Regions from separate parts of the Sus scrofa genome. Here region 2 is linked to region 1. The links are chromatin contacts, called in public Hi-C maps. All regions are on one chromosome and are shown on one strand. The core of a region is the stretch at or near the end of the contact, and the rest is flanking DNA. Distances in the headings are between cores, read along the strand shown.

Region 1 (5,669 bases), core at 1,821-4,320:
TCAGCTATAAAGTGAGGAGAATTATGCCTTCCTCACCAGGTCAAGGCAAAGATTACAGATAATGTATAAAAAGCATCTCTCCCCCGACAAGACCATAAGCATTAGGAGGTCAAGAATGATTTTATAGGAGTTCCCTTCATGGCTCAGTGGTCAAGGAACCTGACTAGGATCCATGAGGATGTGGATTCAATCCCTGGACTCGCTCGTGGGTTAAAGATCTGGCATTGCTGTGGCTGTGGTGTAGGCCAGCAGCTACAGTTCTGACCCAACCCCTAGCCTGGGAACTTCCATATGCCACGGGTGCAGGCCTAAAAATAAAAAAAAATTAAAAAGCAGGGGAAGATTTTATAACCCCTGTGCCTGTCCATCAGGATGTCTGATAACCAATCACTTAATTTAATTGATTGATGAAAAAAAAACAGAAGTAAATAAATGAACGATGCCATATCTAACAAAAGACACCATCCCTCCCAGCCTTCTCATCCAACCATCTAAATGGGGCACATAAATTATTCTTGGTAGGTACGGATTGGTAAGGAACTACAACACAGGGCAACAGAGCCATGTCTGCAAAAGGTAGATACTTTTGCAAACAAAAAGTGGGCGAGGGAAATATGTGTGTCCAAAATAACAACTTCCCTAGAAAACATTAAGTCAAAGGAGTCTTTCACTTCTGTATTTCTTGTATTCACCCTCCTATACTCCTGTAGAGGTCTGATTTCCAATGAAAGCTGAAAGTGATGTTTTGTAAAAATATCCTTTTTTTAAATTTACTAAGGAGCTATAATCCCAGGCCTGAAAAATACCATATCTAGTAGCTGCAGCTGCTCTTTGAAGCAGTATATCCAAGATTTTTCCCTCTGGTAATTATTGAACAATCATTGTCACCTTCAGGCCTGGCACAGGATTCCTGTGTGCCTGTTTATCCTCTGGCTAATTTGGGTCCTTTACATCACATGACCTTCAGTGATCCACATGCAAAATGGGAATCATCCTAGTAAGATTTTATTTAGAAAGTTCACAGAGGTGTGCTAGGCATAGGTAATATATCAATTTTTAAATACAGGCAGAATGAGTCCATATCATATGTCCTAGGAAAGCCTGCAGTGCTATTTTATAAAGAGAACCAAAGAGTTTCTTCATCTTTGCCATTTTCTGTAGGAAAATGCCTCCTGAAGTACATCCTTCTCTATGCCTTCTGTAGCAGGATATTTATTGGGTCAGAGAAAGACACTAAAAATTGCCCAAGCTGTTTAGCTCATATTTATTAACTGCTTAATACAGGCCAGGAGTGGTGCCAAGGTCTTTACATGTCTTGTTTAATCTTCCCCCAAATCCTGGGAGGTTTTTATTTTGGTTCTGGTGATAAGGAGCCTAAAGCCCAGAGATGCTGACAACTTACCCAAGGTCACAGAGTCAGCCTTTGAAGTGCTGTCCTGCTGGTTTCAGAGCCTGGCATGTAATCAGTACTCTGGCCTCTATGGTGTATTCCCCCCACTTCTTGTTCAAGAAAAGTTTTTCCAACATATATAATTCTTAGACAGCTCTCATAAGATCTTAACTCCTTTTGGCATCTTACACTGTATTCATATGACCTTCTTTAAAAAAAAAGATTTATTCAAAAAATATAGTTCAAGTATTCACCATGTAGGCCTTCTCTAAAGTTTTTACATAGTCAAGACTCCCATGGATAAAAAATTATTCATGTCCTCTTGACCCACATTTTTAGATTCTGGTTAGTGCAAAATTCTTCAGTAGGTGCAAAATTACCTTTCCATTAGAAACAGGCAGTTGCATTCTGTGCACTGCTATCCACAACCAGAAATATGTTTCACAGGGTGCTCTTTAGGCGCTTTAGTCCTCAAACATTTATTAAGCATGCCTCTCCATAGACAGTGATGCAGGTAGTATGTGGAAACAGGGCAGAAAACATGGCCCTAGTTCTGCAAGAGTTAACAGCCCAGGAGGTCACCACTTTGAGGAATTCATGGCCCACAGACAGACCATAACATCAGGTCCACCAAAGCCCATAAAACCAGAAGTTCAAGAGAAAAAGAAATCATAGCCACCTTGGAAAATATCAATTTGCTTTACTGGAAAAGGCTCTTGAAGGCCAGTTTCTCACCTTCAGCCTCCTTCTTTGGTGCTTATTGACCAGTTTTGGGAGGACCAGGCCAAGAATAAAGCTAAGGGGAAGAAGCCACAAGCTAACTGCAAAGGACAGAGCTAAAGAAACATGTGGGTTGCCTTCTGAGCATTCAGCAGCATGACTGAAAAATGAATTAACTTTTATTTCCAATGGATATTAAAACAGGTAATATGTGAATATGCTAAAACAAATTGAAGGTCAAGCAACACAAGGTGTTAGGTGGTGTGCTTTCCTTCCACCTTTAGAGGCAGCCTCTCTTACCTAGTACTTGGGCTTCTCCAAAAGAGAGTTCTAGGCATTTATAGTGGACAGAGGTTTATAACGCCCCAGCTTCTGGGCTAAGCTAAGCTTCAGGGCTAAGTTGACTGACCCATCCTGAAGGCCTGGACACAAGGATGAGTCATAAAAGTGGGCAATGGGAAGTTAAATCAGGGTGAACTGCTCCAGGCCCAGGTCAACTCTGGGGCACCCGCGCCCATGCTGTGACCCTGGCCTGAGGTGTGCTGGAAGTCTGACACTGGAAGAAGGACAAGGCAGGAGGAGCCAGGCCCTCCACATTCACAGCTTACTTCACAACACTGCTAAGTATTACCCATCTTTTAGGGGCAGAAAGTGGATAGGGGAGATTCTGGAAAGTTCCAAAGAGGTTTTAGTGCTCACAAGGTGCAGCCATTATTTAGGGCTTCCCTGCTGGGGTGCTGGGGCGGGTGCTGATCTGTGGGGTTCAGGGCTGTGCTCAGTGCTGAGGAGAGATGTTTTTAAATGTCTACCCCTAAAACCACTCTCCCTGCATGCAAAAGCACCCAGCTGGTGGTATCCTCCAGGACAGCAAATCCAGTTATTTATCTCTATATTCCACTACATATTTATGAAGTAATGAATTGCCCATTAAACTAAGTTTGGGTGTCTGTCTCGCCACAGCCACCCCCTCGGCCACACTCTCAACGGGGAAGGCCGCTGACGTGGGCTGCAGCCTTCCAGCCTCAATTCCCCTCCCTCTGCCACCTCCCCTTCATCCCTCCCTCTCCCGCCCCTCCCACGGTTATTTGGGAGATTAGAGTTCATTAATTAAATCCTGCGCTTAGATCGAACTGTAACATTATTCCAATCACATTTATCTTGCAGGCGGCAGAGGAGATGGCAGCCTCGCTGGAAACGCGCGGGGGAGCTTGAGCCGGCGGCCAGAGACGCACCGTGCGCCGCTCCATCGCCACGCCGCCGCGCCCAGACCCTCCATCTTCCTGCTCAGCCTCCTGGCCCCGGCTCGCCCCTGCCTTGGGGGCCTGGCTTCTCTCTGGGGCTCCTGCTTGCCTCTATCCTCTGGCCCTCCGCGGCTCCCTTGCCCGGTCCCCCTCCCTCGGCACACACGCTGACACGCGCACGCGAACACACACACACTCACATACACTGATACGCCAGCGAGCTGCTGGCCGCTCAATGGACCGATTTCCCCGCTTTTCTTGATCCCAACCCAGCCCGGGATGAGAAATTGCAAAATGGCCCGGGTTGCCAGCGTGCTGGGGCTGGTCATGCTCAGCGTCGCCCTGCTGATTTTATCGCTCATCAGCTACGTGTCCCTGAAAAAGGAGAACATCTTCACCACTCCCAAGTACGCCAACCCGGGGGCGCCCCGAATGTACATGTTCCACGCAGGATTCCGGTGAGTGCGGGCCTCTGAGCGCCCTCAGGTATCTGGTTTATGGGGGCGAGAGGTCGAGGGCGGGGGTTGGTGTTTTGGCTTCTCCGAGACACTTTGGGCAAGATAACTGCGTGGTCCTTGCGTTCCTATCTCTGACTCCCCACCCCCGGCCCCCTAAGCTCCTAAAAGCCGTTGTCCTAATAGTGTTGATTGCATTCTCGTATTCTTCGGCATCCCTTCCCCCATTTCGAAAATTGGGGGAGGGTTTAAGGAGAACGATGGTGGAGGGAGAGGCCTTGCGTGTATTTGCGAGGGAGTATGGAGAGATGGACACGCGGGAGGTGAGTGCCTAACCTGCGCCCTGTCCGCAGACTCCGCGGCTGGGCTCTGGGCTGTCCCGGGCGATTTAATGGCGCAGGCGCCGGACTCCTCTTGCGCTCTCCTCCTTTTCTCTCCCCCACCCCCTACCCCATCAAATGATGCGCGGGTCTATTCTCCTGAAGCCCCTGGGGTATTCTACATCCATCCTTTCCCCCCCGCCGCTGCCATCACCGCCCCCCCCCCCCCCACTTTCCGGGATTTCTGCAGTTCCCCCGCCCTCTGCGGGAAGCGAGCCTCCTAAGAGCCGCCGATCCTCGCTCCAGGTCCAAGCAGGGCGCGAGGCTGGACTGAAAAGGCTCCAGGCAAAGTGAGGCGCGTGAAGAGCCTCTGCCCCTACTGTGACCCCCTAGGAGTTCTCCCAGCAGAGCCTCTGAGGGGCAACTACAAACTACATCCTGTGGTCCAAGCCAGGCCCGAGGTGTGAAACCTAGAAAAGCTCCACCGGGGCAAGGAGTGGAGTTGGCCAGCGGTTTCCGGGAGGTCCCCAGTCAGAGGACAGAGAGTGAAATCAGACAGGCTCGGGAAGGAAGAGGTTAAGGAAGAAGCCACCCCCCTCCTTCCTCTGGGTCTCCAGTTTCCTCTGCCCTTTCTCCAAAAATCAATCCGCGGGGACCGCGGGGGCGGCGCGGGTCTGGCAAGGGGGTGGTGCGGCCGCTGTCCGCGGTGCTGACTCCCCGCTCCTCTCTGCTCATCACCTTCTAGCGGAGCGCGCGGCTCCCGCCCCTGCTCTCCGTGAGACGGCCATTTTATGGTTTCTCCCGCACCCGGAGGGATGGACAATAGAGACGGATTTCCCCAGTTTTCCTTCTTCCTCCCGGGCGTGGGTGGGGAGCAGAAGGTGGGGCAAAAGAGAAAGGGTTCTGGGGCGGGATGTAGCCGGTGCGCGCGTGACAACTGTCCCCCATCACCGCCCGCTCCCAACCGGCTGGACTTTAATGGCTACCTTGACTTCCCCTAGCTGAGGCCAGCACGTTTGTCTGTGTACTCATGCTCCTCTCCAGGTCACAATTTGCGCTGAAGTTTCTAGATCCGTCATTTGTGCCCTTTCCGCATTCTCTGACTCACGAACTCCAAGACAGACCTAAGTGGACATTTAATCGGACAGCGTTTTTACATCAAAGGTAGGATAGGGGGAAAAAGATCCAAGATGTTTTGAATTCTGGAGCTCAAAAAACGAAGTAATACAAAACAAAAACCTACACACACACACACCCGCCCCCAACCTGAGGTGTATTTGCACTGACTTCTTGGACTAACTGCACAAAGTCTAGTTAGTAACCCTTTTACATTTATGTAGTGCCCTCTCATAAAAAGAAAACATCAAGAAGACCAATTTGAATGGAAGAAAAAAATATATTTCCAGTATCCTCCCTAACTTAGGCTTAATTGAGCACCATGATTTACAGTTAACATGTATGACTAATACTGCCAAAGCCATTTAAATTTTTTTTAAAGATTAATTACAAAAAGAACACCCAATGCATTTTTATTCCCCCACTG
Region 2 (5,669 bases), core at 2,055-4,554, 68 kb after region 1:
TTTTGTTAAAACAGAGCTGTTGGGCCCCTTATCCAGATTGGGTTTACTTGTGGTCTGTTTATTTTTTGTGTGTGAATAATTTATAGGTCTCTCTTTTAATTGAATGTTCAGGACACTCCCTCACAGAGCCAAAAAAAAAAAAAAAAAAAAACCACACACCTTAATGTGAAAAACACATGTGAAAAACTCCAATAGTAAAATTTTCCAGTCTTTTTCTGCATTTGCTAACTCTAATTTGGAATTTTTTTTTCCTTTTACAGTACAACAGCTTACATTTGTTGTCAAAGCTGCATTTTATTTTACAGGCTTCTTTTGACCCATTTAAGTGTTTGATCTTGAAGAAAATCAGCCCTGTAGATGGGGTATTCTAAGAAATGGATATCCTGCTCCTGATATAATGGCTGGTGCAACTGTTTGTACATATTCTAATAGTCATGAACTAGCACTCCTGCTGCCACATTTCTATATGGTTGAGGAGAACAGAAGAGTAACTTAAAAGAAGAAATTCTGAGGCAGAACTTCTGAAGGCTAGAGCATGTGTGCTAAAGAAGGAGAAGTTAGCAACTCTTGCTTTTCATTTTCTCAAGGAACTATCGAGAAAAAAATCAGATATTTCAAAATATATTTTGAAATCTTATTTATACTGATATGCTTAAACTTATCTTCAAGTAGATACTAAATATTTTTTTCTGTTTAGAAAGAATGGGGGGAGGACATGAAAGCCCAATTCAATAAAAATTAGGATGCTCACTAAACAAGCACATTAATTTTTATGTTAAATGGGTTTGGGATTGAAATATAAAGCCTCAAACCACTATTAGAAAAACAACATGAAAAATCTGCTTTAATCTAGCCCAATGAAATTATACACAAAGAAGCCAATACGATTTCATGATTTCCCCGAGATCGCCAATATTGATCGAGGGAAGGGGGGAGGGAGGAGGGAGAAGGGAGGGAGGCAGAGAGAATATGCAACTCACCTTTCAACTCCCCAGCACGTGACTGCTCCCAGGCACTCTGAGATCCAATATCCAGGAGCAGATTTATCTTGTTACCCTGGTAAATGAGTTTATCATTTTCAAAAATTATTTAAATGGAAATTTATATGCTTAGGTTTCTGAACGGAGGCAGTGACTATTCAGCGTCTCACCCTGTGGTCACTGGCCACTCTTTGAGACTGAAGCCTGGCAGAGGGGTCTGCCTTCAGCACTGGGCACATCAAACAGATTCCTCCCCTGCCTTGCTCTTCTCCTGCCCTATTCTAGTCTCTGAGCACTCCTGGACCAACAGGAGATTGCACTTTTGTGAACTTTTGTTCAACTCCATGTGTATTTCAAACAACTGTTTCCCAAATGTCCAGCCACCATGTATAAAGTAGAGAGTAGGAAGAGAGATAGTAGCAGAGAGTCAGAGAAATAGGAAAGTCAGAGTAACAGAAAACTGGGTGATTTTACCTGTCTAGTGCAGTGACATTAAAAACATGAATAGCTAGAAAAGTATGTCCGGTAAAGCAGGGGATGGTCCACCTTCTTACCCAGGCTTCGAAATCACAGAGAGAAGCTTTTTGAAAGAAGAATTGGCAAGATATTGGCCAGAGCTCAATGAAGTTGATCTATAAATAGTGTCACTATTGATCTATAAATAGTATATTCATGTGACAGGATGATGTGGGAGGGGGGTGGAATTTTTTGCTCGGCAACTAGAAGAGAGGGGAGGGCAGGCGTAAAAGGTCACCTAGACTAAGAACTGTTTTACAAATGAATTAAACCTTTCTCTAGCGCCAGGAAGGCTTATGCGGTATTCCAGACTGTGTCCCTGTTTTCTTATCAAGTTTTCTCTAGCAGCTGGAAGTGGTTGGAGGGGTCTGTCTTAAGGATACCCCCTGCTCTTCTTTTGACAGCTGATCAAAAGAAAATAGGTCACGCTTCTCAAACTTATGTCCACCCTGTCCTTAATTACTGTCTCTTTAAACAAAGGCAACATCTGCGCAACCTCAGCCAGCTTGAATCTTCGGAGGCAGACCGAGCTCAACCTGCTTTGGAAGAATCTGTTACTTTTAAGGCTTTCGAAACCGAGCCGCTCTCTGTCGTCAACCACCCCAACCCCGGCCGCACAAATGTCCATACTCAGCGCCACTCGCTGACCGAGGGTTACCAAACAACGGAAATCCCGGGTAGACGAAGGCGCACTTTTCAAAGCCTCGGCTTGCGAGCGTTCTAAGAACTCGCCAGAGCTCTGGTCTTTTAAGAAGCAGAGTTTGAATATGCAGATATCACCTCTAAGTCATCTACCCAGTGCCGAAATCCCGGGCGTTCCTCTCCCGGGATTCTAGAGAAGATTGTGAGTGTGTGTGTGTGTGTGTGTGTGTGTGTGTGTGTGTGTGTGTGGAAAGATCCGCATGTAATGGGTAAGGTCCTGGGTGGTTTACATACTCCCTGCCCCAAGGAGAAGTTTGCTCACTACAGGCAACGGCAACAACCCTGCGGTACACTGCCCCCACTCCTCACTCGCACATACTTCTTTCCAACTCGCTCGCGCGGCAAGCCTTTGGTCACCTTGAAACCTCAGCTCCTGGAGTTCTAGTTTTGTTTTGCAATCTAGCAGTGCCCTTCTGAAGGCTCATAACTGAGAGATTTATGGGCTCGCTAGGTAATTAAATGATGTTATTGTGTTAACTTTGCATGCATTACGGCGGCCCGAGCCGAGGGTGGGCTTGCGTCTGCTGGCCGCAGCTCGCAGGCGGCTAGGGCGCTGGAGTTCCCTTCGCCTTGTAGATTATGCACTCCTCAGTCTCGGGAATTTACCCTGAACTAGAATACATTTGCGCCTGAATTTTAAAAGGCTAAAGTACCGGCTCCCAGTTAGAGACGCTTGGGAAGCGGCTTGTTTGGAGACGTGGGTTTGTTTTTACACCAGCACGTAGCTGGAGTCTTTTAAGACTCGCTTCGAGAAAAGCTGTGGGGTGAAGCGAAGGGAACTGAAGCAAAAGCCCTTTAGCCCAGATTGCTGCAGATCTGAAGACACACACAGTACCATCTTTAACGTAATTTCTCGCCCTCACTCACACTCTCGCCTCCCTCTCCCCATTACCCCCTCTCCCCCTCCCTCTCTCTCCTTGACGTTTGATTCCTATGGCAAAAGAGGGGGAAAAAAAAAAGGCACAGAGCCGTCAGCCAAACATGAAACGTGTGGCCCCGCCTCCTCCTCAGCTATTGGCAATTCAGCGTAGGAGACCCGCCCTCCAGGGCAGCCGCACCCGCGGAGTGGCTGCTCGCGGCGCCCATCGGACACTGCCCCGCCCCGGGTCCGGGAGGGTAGGTTGGCTGCCCCGGCGAGCGGCAGAGCCCTTCTGGACAGCTCCCGCTCACCCAAACAGAAGACGTCGGCGCCAGAGCGGGCTCGGACATGGCCAGGCAGCGCGCCGGCCCGAGCGGCGGGGCCCGGTGATCCCTCCCTCCTTCCCCGCCCCCTCCCCTCTCCTGCACGCACGCCCCGTCCGCCCCCACCCCACCCCCACCCCGGGCGCGCCCGCCCGCCCTCAGCCCGGGGCGCACACCCTCACGCACGCTCCCCCTCCACACACTCACGCACTCCTGCACCCTCCCTCGCTCCCGCGGCCGAGCTCCGCCACGCGCGCTTTGCCAGCCCGCCGGCCGCCCCCGCCGCCCCCGCCGCCCCCGGGCCCCGATGGACTGAATGAAGGCTGCCTACACCGCCTATCGATGCCTCACCAAAGACCTAGAAGGCTGCGCCATGAACCCGGAGCTGACAATGGAAAGTCTGGGCACTTTGCACGGGCCGGCCGGCGGCGGCAGCGGCGGGGGCGGCGGCGGGGGCGGCGGGGGCGGCGGCGGGGCCCGGGCCATGATCAAGAACTGCTGGCCAGCCCCAGCCCCCACCACGCGGGCCGCGGCGCCGCTGGCTCGCTGCGGGGCCCGCCGCCGCCGCCGCCGCCAACGGCACACCAAGAACTGGGCACGGCGGCAGCGGCAGCAGCGGCGGCGTCGCGCTCGGCCATGGTCACTAGCATGGCCTCGATACTGGACGGCGGCGACTACCGGCCCGAGCTCTCCATCCCGCTCCATCACGCCATGAGCATGTCCTGCGACTCGTCCCCGCCCGGCATGGGCATGAGCAACACCTACACCACGCTGACGCCGCTCCAGCCGCTGCCTCCCATCTCCACCGTGTCGGACAAGTTCCACCACCCGCACCCACACCACCACCCACACCACCACCACCACCACCACCACCAGCGCCTGTCGGGCAACGTCAGCGGCAGCTTCACCCTCATGCGCGACGAGCGCGGGCTCCCGGCCATGAACAACCTCTACAGCCCCTACAAGGAGATGCCCGGCATGAGCCAGAGCCTGTCCCCGCTGACCGCCACACCGCTGGGCAACGGGCTGGGCGGCCTCCACAACGCGCAGCAGAGCCTGCCCAACTACGGGCCCCCGGGCCACGACAAAATGCTCAGCCCCAACTTCGAGGCGCACCACACTGCCATGCTTACCCGCGGTGAGCAACACCTGTCCCGCGGCCTGGGCACCCCGCCCGCAGCCATGATGTCGCACCTCAACGGGCTGCACCACCCGGGCCACGCTCAGTCCCACGGGCCGGTGCTGGCGCCCAGCCGCGAGAGGCCACCCTCATCCTCTTCAGGATCGCAGGTGGCCACGTCAGGCCAGCTGGAGGAAATCAACACCAAAGAGGTGGCCCAGCGCATCACCGCGGAGCTGAAGCGCTACAGCATCCCACAGGCGATCTTCGCGCAGAGGGTGTTGTGCCGGTCTCAGGGGACTCTCTCCGACCTGCTCCGGAACCCAAAACCGTGGAGTAAACTCAAATCTGGCAGGGAGACCTTCCGCAGGATGTGGAAGTGGCTGCAGGAGCCCGAGTTCCAGCGCATGTCCGCCTTACGCCTGGCAGGTAAGCCCAGAGGATTGCCCGGAGCCGGGCTGCTGAATGAGGGTTCCCGGGTGCCTGTGGCTCCGGCTGAGGGCGCCTAGCCACTCCTCTACCCTTCCACACTTCCTATTTCTTCTCTACTATAGTTCTTCTTCCGTTTTTTCTTTCTCTTCTCTTCTTTCTATCCTCCGTTTCTCTTTCTTCTTTTTCCATACTTCTCTTCCTTCTTACCTCCTTGTCTCCCCAGCTTCCTTGCCCGACCTTCAGCCTCTTTTCATTCACACTCTGCTCAGTATGCCAACTCTGCCCTCCCTTTCCGACCTTACCTAGTTGTGGGAAGCGTGTGTGCGCTGTCTGCTAGGAGCCCTCTCTTTCTGAGACTCACAGAGACCGGGGATTGCCTTTATTGAAACCTCGTGCACTTGAACTCCTGCTTATACAATACATTTCAGTTTTCCAAGCTGCCTAGTATCCCTATATGGAGGCAGTTGGACGGGAGGAGGGCAGGGACTTCACTCTTCAGAAGGGAAAAAGGTCTCTTTGCTCTCCTCCTACCTACCTATCAGGCAAACTTATTTGGTCACTGACAGGAGTCACAGCCTTGCCCAGAGGATAACGGGTGGCCAGAATACAACAGCACTTCCCGAGCCCACCTCTGGCCTTGACATTGGCGCAGGGACTTTATGATCGAAAGAAAGGGCTTGAGCCAGCTCTCGTGTCACTGCCCACAGTGAGAGGGTACAAGGATGAAGATTGGGACT

Evidence for each region. A called contact is a pair of places that touch in the nucleus more often than the background predicts.
Region 2: a contact with region 1 is called in a Hi-C map of epiblast stem cells, with 2.6 times the contacts expected there. The contact joins the promoter of ONECUT2 here to the promoter of ST8SIA3 in region 1. A contact is called at or near these places in 2 of 5 promoter capture datasets (both in liver) and 1 of 47 Hi-C or Micro-C datasets (epiblast stem cells).

The regions. Positions count from the first base shown.
Region 1 is chr1:106,680,466-106,686,134 of Sscrofa11.1, forward strand. ST8SIA3 (sia-alpha-2,3-Gal-beta-1,4-GlcNAc-R:alpha 2,8-sialyltransferase) reads left to right here and starts at 3,071. Exons shown (of 4, transcript XM_021093623.1): 1 at 3,071-3,809; 2 at 5,171-5,290. The coding sequence starts at 3,631. All of the region lies in intron 2 of LOC102164252 (a long non-coding RNA gene), which reads right to left.
Region 2 is chr1:106,748,042-106,753,710 of Sscrofa11.1, forward strand. It overlaps ONECUT2 (one cut domain family member 2), which reads left to right and starts at 3,305. Exons shown (of 3, transcript XM_021093679.1): 1 at 3,305-3,850; 2 at 3,853-4,929. The coding sequence starts at 3,697. It also overlaps a transcript of LOC102164252 not described here.